Regions from separate parts of the Mus musculus genome. Here region 1 is linked to region 2. A link is a contact called in public Hi-C data. All regions are on one chromosome and are shown on one strand. Each heading gives the region's core, a stretch centred on a gene start, on an enhancer-like site or on the middle of the called end of the contact. The rest is flanking DNA. Distances are from core to core; before and after follow the strand shown.

Region 1 (2,700 bases), core at 33-2,532, 2.7 Mb before region 2:
CAACCGTGTAGATGTATCATTTCAGCATTTGAAACAATTTGTAGTTGTGCATTCCTCTTATACAAACACAATCAAGAAACTATTGTGCCAACTTAGGAGAAAGGAGCATCAATGAAAAGGCGGGGAACAGAGCTCACAGACTTGGAAGGGAAACGTCTGAAAAAGAAGAAAATCAGGAAGGCTACTTCTCGTTTAATACAGCATATATCCCAACAAACGTTAACGCAAACATATCTAAACCTGGGCTCCAGAGGGAAGGGCACTGGCTGCTCTTCCAGATGAGCCAGATTCCATTCCCAGCATCTGCATGGTGGTTAGCAACCATCTGTAACTCCAGTCCCAGGAGATGCAATGCCCTCTTCTGGCCTCCTTCAGCATAGAGGCACATGGTACATGCAGGCAAAGACACTCATACACGTAAAAGTATTTACGTTTTAAAAACAAACAAACAAAACAAAACAAAACAAAAAAACAACTTTTGTGAAACTGACTGTACTCTAGTGTCTGGGCTATATTCCATCTGACTCCCAAGGTTTGTTTTCACTGGTTCCACTAAACCGTGTTTTCCTAGACTCTAACCCCTGTCCAATCACTTCTGGCATGGCAAGAAAACTGAACGAAAACGGTGTGACTTAGTTTTTTTTGGGGGGTGGGGGGTCAGGGGTTGATATATTGAGACAGGGTTTCATGTAACCCAAGCTGGTCTCAAGCTTGTTATGTAGCCAAAGACAGGTCAAGTGACTTACTTGATCTTTCTGCCTCCACTCCCCCAATGATAGGATCACACCCAATGTGAGGTATTTTATTTATTCCCATTTATATTTATTTCTTTGTAGCTCAGCCTGGCCTCGAACTTCCTAGTCATGTACCCAAGGAAAACCTTGAACCCCCATTCTTCCTACCTCGGTCTCTCCAGTGTTGGGATTACAGCGATACACCTACACACGGACGGGTTAGAAGTAAACTCTTATATTCTGTGATGTTAAGACAGTTTTCTGGAGACAACATCTATAACTCACTAAGAAGTTCAGGGCTTTGGCTATTCGAGAGAAAGAACTTTTGCTTCCAAACCAAATTCTTCTGGAACTGGCTGCCAAGCTCAGCGGGCCTGGGATGGGCCTCCCACGTCCCCTCTCCCCCCCCCCCCCCCCCCCACCTCACTTCCCCACACCCCGACCTCAACAGCGTGGTCCTCCAAGGCGCCGCGTCCAGCAGGGGACGCTGTGAGGCCACCACCGTGCTCAGATGCGCCTAGGGGTCCACTCTCTGCGTAGGCTGGGGCGGAAGAGGCGGGGCAGGTGCGGAGGTGGCTCCCGCCTGCGGTCGGCGCGGTCCGGGGAGGGACCAGCGGACTGCGCAGGTGAGTGCGCCCCTACTGGCCCGCCGGCTCAGCCCCTCGCCGGGCGCTTCGCCCTCGGCTGGCTTCTGCCCTGCGGCGCTCCGGCCGTGTCTGCGAACCCTTCCCGTTCCGCAGAGTTGGGGTTGCCTAGGGACGCCTCTCGAACCCCGGGACCGTGGGAATTAAGCTGGCCCAGGCTGTGCGTCCCCGGACTTGGGTGCAGCAAGCTGCAGACACACTGACTCGGGGCTGGGCGGCGTGGGAGTGTCCAGTTTCCTTTGACCTTGGGGGACCTGGGGAAGGTTCGGGATGGGAGGGCTCCAGGGGAACTCGATCTTGTGTAGAAGTCCGCTTCCGACGTCCGCAGAAGGGAAGGGTTTCGTAGCTGTAGACCCAACCAACTGGAGGCCAGGCCCGGGTCTTACAGAGCGGTGACACGCTAAGGAACGTGGATCCACTCCCAGCGTAGTGCAGGTCAAGGACAGCTTTGCCTGTGTATCCTAAACACTGCTCTTCTGCCAGTCTTAGCCTTCGTTATAGAGTCTATAGCTTTATAGAAATCTCACCCGAAACGAACCTTACGGGCTTTCTTTCCTAGTCATCTCTAATGCAAACTGCCGTCAAGGAGATTTTTTCATATGGACTCCTGCCGGGTTACTTTCCTACTAAAACTCTCTGTATCTCTCGTGCCGTCTGGGTGACCTCCAGACTTAGGTCTATAAGACTTTTTTAAGGCGGCCTCGTTGTGACTGGCTTCTTACTTTTATAGTGAACGATGTCCTTGAACACGTGAGCTCCTGCCTCTTTCCCAGATGCTTGAATTATAGGCTTGCAACAGCGTTCCTAGCTTCTGCAAGTTTTTAATTACCAGGCACTATTTCTGTGCACGTGAGATAAATAAAACAGGGATGAAGAAGAAGTCTAGTCTTGTGGAGTGTATGCACATGCAGACAGCATCTGGTAAATTACACAGCAGCCTGTGATTAGCTCTGGGGGTGGGGTAAGTGTGGTAAAGGGGACCGATTGGCAAGGTGGAGTTGCGTTGGAATAGTTGGAATGGAATGGGTAGGCCCCGCTGAGGGGATGTGTTTGAGTCTAGACTTGAAGGTGAGTTTCCTTGCAGATACCTAAGTGAGAGTGTTCTAGGCCTGTCTGGAACAAAGGTCCCTAGTTTGTCCAGAATGTGTCCCCCTAGTTTCATGTGTTAGGAATTTGGTGCAGTACCTTTAGGAAGAGCAGGGCCATGAAGGTTCTTTCTGAAGAATGGACAGTCGGTATTAGTGGGTATTAAGGGAGTACGTGGCTTTGTTATGAAAACAAGCTCTCTCTGGCATGCTTACACCATCCTTATCTTCCACCTT
Region 2 (2,713 bases), core at 68-2,567:
CAGAACCGCTGGCACGCCGGGCGAGCCGAGGGCTCCGCGACTGGCTGCAGCCTTCGCCGGCGCCGATGCACAAGGGCGGAGCGGCGGGATCGGAGCCCCGAACCCCGCGCCGCAGGTGAGAGCCGCAGATGCTGCACCCAGAGCAGCCTCGGGCCAGTCCCCGCGCCCGAGATCCCACGCCTCGTCCTCCACGCGCAGCCCGGGCTGCTGGGCGGCGGGCGCGGGGGAGCCCGGGATGGGGGCGGGGGCGGCGCGCCCATCCATCGCCGCCGCTGCAGACCCCGGCTCATCCACACGCCCCTCTCGGCTCGGGTCGGTGGAGAACAGTTCCCTCGTCAGGACCCCGGGAAGAAAAAAAAGGGACAAAATCCTGAGAGACTCGTGCTCACCGCGAAACCGTGGGGGGCTCGCGCCGTACCCCTTCTACATGCTTCGGCGGCTGCCGCCGGTCCGGCTCCGCACTGGGGCGCCACCAGGAGCCCCTCGGGAGCGTCGGGCTGCGGGATGGAAGCCGCGCCGGGCACTGGCTGAGGCGCCGGGCCGCCGGGAATGCCGCCGGGGGCGCCCACTGCTCGCCCGAGCCGCGGTGCGCTCGACGCGCGAGCGAACAACACCGCGAGCAGCCGCTGCCCTGCGCCGCCCCCTCCCCGCGCGACGCTCCACAACCGGGCGCGGGGACCCGCGCCTGCAGCAGGGGGAGCCGCGGGGCGCTCTCCGCCTGGCCTCACGACCTTTCCCCGGAGCTGCACCGGACGGGTCCCAGGTCTCTGAACTTAGGATTCGCACTCTCCCCTCGAACCCTGCAGGGCGTACGGCGGCATGGTGGGAGAATGAGCATCCACCCACTTACCCGTCCGTGGGCAAGAGGACGGCGCTTCCCCCTGTCCTGAGGCTCTGTGGTATTGCCCGATCCGCACTTTGGGGGAGGGGGCCGGAGAGAACGGTGCTGGGCTCGGGAATGAGGGAAGATGACATCCAATTGAATGAAGCATCCTCTTGGGGGCGGGGTCGAAGGCAGGCCCCCTCTGCCGGGCTCCACCTCCTCGCTCCAAACTACATTTCCCATGGTGCCGCGAGCTCCTCGCCGCACTGTACGCCGGGAGTGAAGGTCCTCGAGGCTTCAAACACATCTCAGGACTGGGTCTTTAATCAACGAGGTCCTGAAAGTTACAAATAGTTGTAATCCCTTGTGCTTCTTTAGATAAATGTTTGTGAATCTCAAGTTTTGATACAGTTATCTCAATAATAAAGTTTTTTTCGAGAAGTTATAAATGATTTTTTTTAAAGGAGGTAAATATCGAGTTCCATGACAATCTGACAGGACCTGGGAGACGCTGCTTCTTCCGCCTTGGCCTGGCCTTAGCAGAGAGTATCTGTTGCAGTCATGTCGGCTGCGATTGCAGCTCTAGCTGCTTCGTATGGCTCGGGCTCGGGGTCCGAATCGGATTCGGACAGTGAGGGCAGTCGGTGTCCGCTGCCAGCCGCGGACTCTCTCATGCACTTGACCAAATCGCCTTCAGCCAAGCTCTCTCTGACCGTGGCGGTGGACTCGGCTCCGGAGGTGGCAGTTAAGGTAAGTGTTTTGGACACTAATAAGCTCAGGAACTGCTTTCAGCTCGTCTCGGGTTAGAGGCTGGTCTACCTTGGCGCTGAGAAGTATGTAACTAGCGTTTACATCTCTTCCCACATCCTCCTTGACGATTAGAAGTACGGAGCAGCTCTCCACTAACCCCTGTCCTTCCTATCTCCGTCGGATAAAATTAGTTCAGGAGAGGAGGAAAGTTTGAATTTGTAGACTAAGATGTAGCCTTATTAGATCAGTTATAAGTTCAGAGCATAGATAATATTGGATCAAGACTTTCAAACTAGAATTTGTACCCTCACTAGAAGTGAGCCACGGCCAGGCACTGTTTTGTTTTTGAGGAACTCGGCACGAATCCTGGCTTCACTACTTTCAAATTACACAACGTTCTTTTGTACAGTTGTGCAATGAAGATAGCTGTATAAAAACATATTTATCGGGGGGTTATTGTAAAGATTGAGTGAAATTATATGGTAAAGATTATAGCACAGAGCCGAATATCTATCTAGTGGAAAGCGATACATGTTAGCTATTGTGATTCTTTGTGTTAATACAATGAATGGGAAAAGGACATAAAGTTTAGGAAGTAGCATGCACGAACCCAACCGAGGAAGTTGATAAAGGGGGAAACCCAGTTCTATAGTTCTATAATATAGTTCTCTATGGAGCATGTATTGTTTCCCAGTAACAACAGGATTAAAGCCACAAGGGTCAACCAACCAGAACATCTTTGCTATCATAGTTCATACTGGAATCATTCTCGTGGGTGAAACAACCAATTAAATGTGGACAAATAAAGTAGTTACAGATTGAATTGAACACTGGGTGTCCGGGGGTGGGGGGTGGGGTGGGGATGGGATGGGGTAATAACCACAACAAAGAATAAGGTAGAAGTGTGATTTTTTTTTTGTGTGTGTAGATTGCTCAGACAAATCCTTTCTTAAAAAAATAAAAATAAAAAAATAAAAAGTTGCCAGGCAGTGGTGGCACATGCCTTAATCCCAGCACTTGGGAGGCAGAGGCAGGCAGATTTCTGAGTTCGAGGCCAGCCTGGTACAGAGTGAGTTCCAGGACAGCCAGGACTACACGGGGAAACCTTGTCTCAAAAAACCAAAATAAATAAATAAAATA

Evidence for each region. Hi-C and Micro-C count contacts between places; a contact is called where the count stands out from the background.
Region 1: a Hi-C map of natural killer cells shows a contact between it and region 2, with 8 times the contacts expected there. The contact joins the promoter of Mtres1 here to the promoter of Cdc40 in region 2. A contact is called at or near these places in 1 of 484 Hi-C or Micro-C datasets (natural killer cells) and 1 of 9 other capture datasets (liver).

What each region holds. Positions count from the first base shown.
Region 1 is chr10:43,539,600-43,542,299 of GRCm38.p6, reverse strand. Mtres1 (mitochondrial transcription rescue factor 1) reads left to right here and starts at 1,282. Exons shown (of 4, transcript NM_026411.2): 1 at 1,282-1,360.
Region 2 is chr10:40,881,747-40,884,459 of GRCm38.p6, reverse strand. It overlaps Cdc40 (cell division cycle 40), which reads left to right and starts at 1,317. Exons shown (of 15, transcript NM_027879.2): 1 at 1,317-1,573. The coding sequence starts at 1,385. It overlaps Wasf1 (WAS protein family, member 1), which reads right to left and starts at 633. Exons shown (of 9, transcript NM_001379453.1): 1 at 390-633.